Regions from separate parts of the Sus scrofa genome. Here region 2 is linked to region 1. Evidence: chromatin contacts called from public HiChIP or PLAC-seq data. All regions are on one chromosome and are shown on one strand. The core of a region is the stretch at or near the end of the contact, and the rest is flanking DNA. Distances in the headings are between cores, read along the strand shown. Region 1 holds the start of ITIH5 (inter-alpha-trypsin inhibitor heavy chain H5). Region 2 overlaps ITIH5 (inter-alpha-trypsin inhibitor heavy chain H5).

What was found. HiChIP or PLAC-seq counts read pairs in DNA pulled down with a chosen protein or histone mark.
Region 2: a contact with region 1 is called in an H3K27ac HiChIP or PLAC-seq map of skeletal muscle. The contact joins the enhancer-like site here to the promoter of ITIH5 in region 1. A contact is called at or near these places in 3 of 5 promoter capture datasets (liver and skeletal muscle), 12 of 47 Hi-C or Micro-C datasets (fetal heart ventricle, heart right ventricle, liver and 5 more) and 2 of 2 datasets of contacts at active chromatin or transcription factors (alveolar macrophages and skeletal muscle).

Annotation. Positions count from the first base shown.
Region 1 is chr10:63,685,896-63,690,120 of Sscrofa11.1, forward strand. ITIH5 (inter-alpha-trypsin inhibitor heavy chain H5) reads left to right here and starts at 2,521. Exons shown (of 14, transcript XM_003130820.4): 1 at 2,521-2,711. The coding sequence starts at 2,622.
Region 2 is chr10:63,762,588-63,766,812 of Sscrofa11.1, forward strand. It overlaps ITIH5 (inter-alpha-trypsin inhibitor heavy chain H5), which reads left to right. Exons shown (of 14, transcript XM_003130820.4): 14 at 291-1,979. The coding sequence ends at 592. Among named protein-coding and RNA genes, the nearest start is that of ITIH5, 76 kb to the left of the region's middle. Within about 2 kb of position 2,079, at least 10 of the 83 cell types and tissues checked have an H3K27ac peak or open chromatin away from gene starts, as enhancers often do. A contact at or near this core is called in skeletal muscle, where this site is marked.

The sequences.
Region 1 (4,225 bases), core at 1,271-3,770:
TCTGAGCTTCTAGGAGCTCAGTAGCCTTAAACTGCAAAATCAGTTTCCCCTGGAGGTGAAACAGGAAATGAGACCTCAGGAGTTCCCGCTGGGGCACAGTGGGTTGAGGATCTGGTGTTGCCACAGCTGAGGTGTAGGTTGCAACTGCGGCTTAGATTCAATCCCTGGCCCAGGAACTTCCATATGCTGTGGATGTGGCAAAAAAAAAAAAAAAAAAAAAAAAAAAAACACACAAAACAACAAAAAAACCAAAGGACAGGTCTGTGGGGGTACCTCAGCCCCTTTACGGGGTGGAGGGAACAGTTAATTTTTTTCATCCTTATTAATGAGGCTAATATAAAGCATTGCCTATGCTTATCAAGTTTTGGAAACCTGGAGTTCCCATGGTGGCTCAGTGGTAACGAACCTGACTAGTATCCATGAGGACACAGGTTCGATCCCTGACCTGGCTCAGTGGGTTGAGGATCCGGCACTGCTGTGAGCTGTGGTGTAGGTCGCAGATGTGGCTTGGAGCCTGTGTTGCTGTGGCTGTGGTGTAGGCCAGCAGCATTACCTCCGATTTGACCCCTAGCCTGTAAACCTCCATATGCTATGAATGCAGCCCTAAAAAGACAAAAATAGAAAAAAATTAATTAGTTACCCCCCCCATGAACTACAAAAAAATAGAAAGGGAGGAAAGCCTTTAATTTCTTTTAGTCATGTCTGTGTCATTTGGACGTTCCCAGGTCAGAGACTGAACCCACGCCACAGCAGTAGCCCTGGCCTGGCGTTACATTTGTAACTCATGGTTAGCAAAACACTAAAAATAAAAATCCTTTGACTTATTTCAAAGCTTTCCTTTCCAAGGTTTTTGTTGTAGAAACCTTGCTGGACCAGCTCCTGTCGCTTTGTGTTGGTGGCACGTTTTTTTAAATTAGTCAGTGGTTAAGGCTATTAAGTGATTAATTGCTAATGACACTGATTTTCTTTTCATTTGTTTCACCACAGAAATATCCCCCTGCCTTAATGTCTTTGTTTAAACAATCAGCACGTCAGCAAGAGTCAATAAAATATTTTTAAAAAGAGAGATCACCATAAACTAACACAGCCACTGTTTTTATCTTTTGTAGTTCTTATGTCTATGCATATGTATTTTTACCCAATTACTCATATTCTTGATATGGTCATGTGATCTGATATTTTTCTTTTAGATGACACAGTAAACATTTTTCATGTTACTATAGACCTGGGAGTTCTTATTTAATACCTGCATAATATTCCACAGAATGGAAGCTCTTGGCCATTGAGGTTGTTGCCAACTTTTCACTATTGCTCAGCTTATCGATTTAGATGTAATTGTTACAGAGACATAAAAAAATGTCTTTTAGGTGATTGTCTTTGGAAAGATGAAAAAAGCACCTCCAGCATATTGTGTATCTACTAGGTAGAAAGACAGAGCCCAGAATTTAAAGGGCTGGTGGGTGATTTGGTTGGCAGATAATAATTCTTCCTATGACAGGATGGAAATAGCATCGAGTTTGCAACTATGAAAATGACATTCATTTGCATGATTAATAACCAAAAAAATCAGAAATACTATGACATGGTGCCGATTCTAGCTTCCTCTTTTCTGTCCCCTTATGCCAGAACTGCATAAAAAGGGACAACATTGCCAGTACTTTCTGCATTAGATTACAAATGAGCATCCCTTCTTTAATTAATTAATTAGTTAATTTTTCTTTTTAGGGCTGCACCCGAGGCAGATGGAAGTTTCCAGGAGAGGGGTGGAATGGGAGCTACAGCAGTTGGCCTATGCCACAGCCACCCTGGATTGCCCACCCGCTGAGTGAGGCCAGGGACCAACCTGCATCCTTATGGACACTAGTCAGATTCGTTTCCGCTGCGCCATGAGGGGAACACCCGAGCATCCTTTAACTGGGCTTGTAAGCATCAGTGCTGGATGCCAAGGGGAGTGTTGTTCTCTGGGCAGAAGGGAGAAGGTCTTCTGTTGGCTTTGGGCTAGTAGGTGGGGAAAGGGTGGTGGTATACAAAGCAGGTGGGGGATACGGTATACAGAGCAGGTGGGGAAAGGGTGGGGGTATACACAGCAGGTGGGGGTGGTGTATATAGGGGACGGGGGTAGGATGTATCAGCAGTGAGAGGGTGGTATCACATCCCGGGACTCTATAGCAGGTGAAGGGTGTGCTGTGTGTGGAGGATTAGGCTGGCCCTTGCCGCGTCCTCCTGCGACAGGAATGAAGAGTCCATGAAGAAGTGGAGAGGAAGAAAAAATTGTCACGCGCGGGGAGGTGGTGGCAGGTGTCACAGGCGCTGGATGGAGGAAGCGGCAGAGGGCAAGGGGGCGGGGCTGAAGGGCAGGAGGTGGGGGGAAGGCAGGGCTCGCTGTGCGCCCTGCGCTCGGGGACAAGCGCGGACTCGGGGGGGCGGGGCCGGGGTCTGAGGGGCGGGGCCGCAGGGGTCGGGGAGGCGGGGCCGGGGTCTGAGGGGAGGGGCCGGAGGCGCGGGGAGGCGGGGCCTCGCGCGTCCGCCGCCGCCGCCGCCGCCGCCGCGAGCCCGGCGCTGTCCTCCGCGCTGTCCCCGCGCGTCCCGCCGCGTCCCAGTGCCGCCGCCCCGGTCCCGCCATGCTCCTGCTGCTCGGGCTGTGCTTGGCGCTGCCCCTCTGCGCGGGGTCGCTGGAAGAGGCGGGGACCTGGGGGGACACTTCGGAGCAAGTAAGTGGAGCTCTGGGGGTCCCAGGGCGGGCCTTAGGCGCCGGCTGCGGTCCCTTCCCACCGCCTCGTTCGCGCGCGGCTGCGGGACAGGCTCCTGGACGGGAGGGAGGGAGGGAGGACCCGATCCTCTGGCACATCGTTCCCCTTCTCTCTGTCCCCAACCTTCTGCTCAGGAGCTTCCCCGTCTGCTGCTCCAGGCGAGCGTCTGGCTGGTGAAGTTTCTTGTAGAATTGTTCTGCCACCTTGGAAGTCCTGCAGAATCAAGCCTTCTTGGCCTCTGCTACCTGCGCGAATTTCTGGTCGTTTTTTTGTTGTGCATTTCTGAGCCAGAGCCCCAAGTAAACTACGTTTCTTTAAGACCGTGTATGGGGTCGTGTGTTGTTGCTGTGGGTTCCTAGTTACTCCAGAGAGAAAGCATATTCTAGGAAAAGTTCCACGCACCTGGAAGGGTCCGCTTTTCCCATAGGAAACCCCAGAAAACACAGCTTTCGGTCAGGTTCTTGTCAGTGGTTTAAAGGTGGCAAGATGATAGCAGAGGACCAAAAACCAAAGGGTCTCAGTTCCATTTGTTCTTTGCTTTTTAGGGCCACACCCGATGCATATGGAGGTTCCCAGGCTAGGAGTGGAGTTGGAGCTGCCGCTGCCAGCCTACACCACAGCCACAGCCACAGCCACAGCTATGCCAGATTCCAGAGGTGTCTATGGCCTCACAGCAACGCTGGATCCTCTAACGCCCTGCGTGGGGCCGGGGATCAAACCCACGTCCTCATGGATCCTAGTCAGGTTCTTTACCGCTGAACCGCAGTGGGAACTCCCCTTAGCTGTTATTCTGTGTAAATGGCTTAACCTCACAGCTGAATGAAATGAAATCTGGAGCTATGAAATCTGGAGACAGTTCCTGTGGAAAGGAAAGCACTTTGAAGAGTATAAAACAGGTTCCTACAGTTATCGACGCACAGACCATAGAGGGAGAAATGGCTCGGACCTGATTAAAGCAGACAGGGCATTTCTTTTTATTTTTCTTTTTTCATCTGGAAACCAGGAAAATTTTATTTAGATACAGCACTATGATCGAATCACTGAGTAGATACAGATTAATCTTTTTATAATTCTGAAGATTTTGGACAGAAAAGTTCAAAACCCTGTTTACTATATTCAGATGCTTTAGACCCTGCCTTTCTGCATCTCCTGGTACTGTTTCCACATGGTATTTAAATTGTTTAGCTTAAAGCGTGTTTTCACAGGATGGAAGAAGAGATAAGCAGGTCGACTTTCTGTCCCCTTTCTGAGCATCTTGGTGGGAAGAGCAGATCTGGAAAACAGAATCTGCCTAAACAGCCCGCGCTTCCTTTCATGTTGCCTCTGCCTCAAGGATGTGCTCCTCTGGAACTTGGCAGAAACGGCCATTCTCTCACAGGACTGTCAGGAAGAACAATCCATACAAATTCCAGGAGGCCAGGCGGTGGAGGGGAATATGTGCAGGCTTGGGATCCGGAGAGCACAGAGGCTTGGTC
Region 2 (4,225 bases), core at 829-3,328, 76 kb after region 1:
GGTTGGGCATCTATCCTGTGTTGGCTTCCAGAAGTGGAGGCCACTGGACATACAGCCTTAGATCCTTCCTCCCCACACCCTCCCCGGACACTGGAAAAGGAGTGGGTGCCTCTGGGAGAATCCAGCCTAGGACCGCAGGCAACGAACCCCCCCACCCCGCCACCCTGATGTCACAAATCCCCTCGCTCCGGGTATCATCTGCTGGTCCCCGGTGCCAGAACTGAGGTCACTGGTTCAACAGCATTTGCTTGCCCTTGACTTAGACCTGATGCCTCTTTTTGTCCTCTCAGGTCAGTTTCTGAACCAGGAGGCCCGTCTCACCGAGGAGGCTGCCGGGCTCAGCAAGAACCCTACCAATCCTCCGGTCCCCGAGGCGGGCGGGAGGTCCAAGGCCATCCTCATGGTGAAGGGACACCAGGTCCCAGTGGTGTGGAAGCAGAGGAAAATCTACAACGGGGAAGAGCAGGTGGACTGCTGGTTTGCCGGGAACAACGCCGCCAACCTGATCGACGGGGAGTACAAGGACTACCTGGCGGCGCATCCCTTTGACTCAGAGACCACCTTCGGCCCGGGCGCACCCCGGGGACTCTGACACCAGCCGCCTTAACGCTAGGGTGCATGGCAGGGAAGCGTCACCGGGGACCCCGTGGTGTGGTTCTTGGCACTTGTCCATGCCTGGTCTCCTGGCTGGTGGCCCCCACCCATGTCCCACCCCTGGTGGGTGAGGAGGTCCGCCAGCTGCCTGAGCGAAGGGTGGGGTGGGGACATGAATGCGAGAATGGGGTTTCCTGCTCCCCCCCCATCTCCAGTAGAGACAGATGATGGCACCAAAGCACAGTTAACAGCAAGAAGCCTCTACCTGGTACCAACTGGCTTGTCGGTCTCGCAGCCCACCCTGGGCTGACTCTGGAAGGAAGGTGGCCGGAAGGTGTGTCTTCTCTGCGGAAGTGGCCGAGTTTGGGCAGCCTGCTCTTTGCCTTACACTGATGCTTAGGAATCTCCCGTCTTGCACTGCTGCCTTCTCTCCGGGTGTGTGGCCAACCTCAGGGGAGCCTCTCCAGTCCAGGACATGGGTCAGGCAAATAGCACATAGATTTAATCATTGTACACGATTCGGTCTTTTAGGAGAGGGTTTTCTTCTGCTGTCATCTCTTGCCCTTTGAACATTTGTTTTCATTTAAAAAAAAAAAAAATGGATTCAAATAGAAACGTTGCAGCCCAGATACTGCTATCTTCCTAATGGGCTTTGTAAACCTCCTGCCTTTGTTCCTACTTAGTCCAGAAAGCTGAGCACTTCGTCTCATAAACAGGGCGGCCCTGGTGGGTGTATTTCACGGGCCTGTCTTGGGGCTGCAGAGCCGGCCAGTGGAATGATGAGTCTTGCACTTGCATCTCCAGCCTTGGTCCTGATCCTGACCTGATTTGCTTGCGGTCCCCCAGGAGATGATAAATCAGGCTCTTGCAGAACCGGGAGGGGAAGTGAGTGGTTGCACGGAGCCGACCTGCGGGGCTCCGGCTTCACGTGTGCGGCCGGAAGTGAGGACCAGTTTCCAGATCTCAGAGGCCCTCCCACGTCCCAAACAGGCCAGGCCAGGAAGTCAGCGTGAGCCAGGGGCTTTGGTTCCAGAGCGTGGACAGATTGGATTCCATCGGGGAAGGGCTGACATCAGGGGTAAAGGGGGCTTCAAAAGCCAGGGAGGCCCACCCTTCCCCCCGTGGAGCCTGTGAATCCAGTGACACTATCAAGGGGAAGGGAGGCTGCTGGTGGCCTCGGGGTCCCCCTCCCCCCACCCCACTCCCAGCTTTTTCTCGGCTTGGTCTTTTGGGGACCATGGAGGGTCAGGAAGCCTGGGCCTCCCTGCAGTCGGGGTGCAGCTGGATGCGGGCGGCGTTGGAGCCAAACACAGAAAGGCAGAGTCAGGTCAGAGAAGTGGGATATTTGGATGTGAGACCAAATCAAATAAAGCCTTTGTGCTGGCTTCATGGAAGGTTTCTTCCAGTGGGTGGTGACCCTAGAATTTTCATGCCACGTGGAAGCAGACGCAGCCCTGGGAGGAGAATCAGAGTGGAGGGCGTTGTTTATCGCAGCAGAATGACAGCCACGTGAGTCTGCGGGCCCGGCAGCTGCGGGAGCTTCAGAGTCAGAGCTGGGGCGGGGGCGGGATGGAGGCTCAGTTCTGTCTGCGTCTCCGTCTCTCTCCACTCTGTGACCCCACCAGACCGGGCCGGCAGCTGCGTTATCTTTGACTCAACTCAGCTGCCTGTTTTCATGGCAGGGAGCAGCATGAGAAGCACCAGGATGCTGGCAGCTGCTCCCCCAACGCGGAGCTCAGAGGAGGAGGAGCGGGGCCCCGGCTGGCCAGGGCCTGGGCAGGCTCTGCGGGGACCTTCCTGTTACATAAACCCGGGTCCCATCTGGGCAGACATCCCTGGAGCCACGTGGCCTGCCGCTGTGTGAGTGCCTAGAGCTGGAGCTGTGTCCCAGGTGTGGCTTCGGAGCTGCAGAGCGGGGCCGGTACCCCGGCTTCTGTGGCTGCCTGATCTCAGAGCACAGAAAAGCATTCCAGTGAGGTGTCTGTCACCTACTCTTCTATTCAGAAATAAAACAAAACAAAAAACCATTTTTTAAAGTGGGAAGGTTGAGGGAGTTCCCATTGCGGCTCAGCGGTAAAGAACCTGACTGGTATCTGCGAGGACGCAGGTTCAATCCCTGGCCTCGCTCAGTGCGTTAAGGATCCGGTGTTGCTGTGAGTTGTGGTGTAGGTCAGCAGCTGCAGCTCCGACTCGAACCCCCGGCCTGGGAACTTCCACATGCTGTGGGTTCATCCCTAAGAAGAGAGGGGGAGGGTGGGCTTAGAAGGATACACTTCAAGCTACATCATTGCTAACTCGATTTATTTATTTTAGTGGCTGACCCCATGGCTCATGGAAGTTCCCAGGCCAGGGGCTGAATCCCAGCCATAGCTGTGGCAACGCTGGGTCCTTTAACCCACTGCATCGGCTGGGGATTGAACCCACACCTCTGCAGCAAGCCAAGCCCCTGCAGTCGGATTCATAACCCTCTGGGCCGCAGCCAGACCGCCCCTCGCCGATGTGAATGAGTCGTGAAGGGTTGACGAGCTGGGCTCCTTAGCAAGTCTCCACCCCTGGCTCCCGATCCCCTCTCTCAGCTGAGAGAGCCGTCTGAATGGGTCATCATTAAGGGTCCCCTAATTGAAAGAGGCACCTTTCCCCCCCCGCCAAAAAAAGGGACCGGACGTTCTCTATCCACTCACGTTAGGGGTGTCACCTGTCTTCTCGGTGGTGCACTTGTTCGGGAGGCCGGGGCTGGGCATTCGGGCGGATGACGCATCCTGACCCTCCAGCACAGCGGGCTCTGGGCACGCAAGAGGGCACCCCTTCGTTTCTGTGACGTGACATTAGCGCTTCAGCCGCATCACGCGTCCTCGTAGGTGGGTTAGGCCCAGGATGTATTGCCCCACCTCACGTCTTGGCTGAACAGATGGCTGTGGGCGGAATGTTTCTGCCCCCCGGAATTAGGAGCGGGAGCCTGACTGCACCCCAGTGGGAGGCGGTGAGGTCCTGACGGTGGAGTCCTCGTGGCGCGATTAGTGGCCTTGGGAGAGGAGAGAGATGAGCTTCCTGTTCTGCACAGCGTGAACTGCGCCACGAGAAGAGCGCCTTCCAGAGCCCAGAAGTGACCTGACCAGACAGCACCTGCTGGCGCCCCCACCCAGGTTTCCCAGCCTCCTGAACCGTGGGAGAGACATGTGCGTCGTACAAGCCACGCCATCGATGGGGTCCTGACATAGCCGCCTGAGCTGAGAAACGGAACCATTCAACTGATGAATTCCTTTTCTTTCCTTCAGGCTCCCAGAAAGCACCCGAACATGGCTGTGATTCAGCCCAGAGGGTTCCGGGCCCGTTCGCCCACGAGCCAACGGAAACAAACAGCACATAAAACAACACAGCCCTGCAAATACATAGACCCGTGACTGTAACTATTTACTTTAGTCACTTTAAAATAACGCAGGGCACAGGCTACTTCACCCTCAAGAGCTCTCTTTCTTCGACAAAAATGTGTAAGAGAGTGACATGTAAAGCCAGACAGCGCACGGGTATATTTGTTTTGAGGGAACATGGCAAGAGAAGATAAAAACTTGCTGATTCTAACTGCCCTGCTTGTTTGCAGGAATTGCTGAAGTCCGTAGACTCCTGTGTAAAT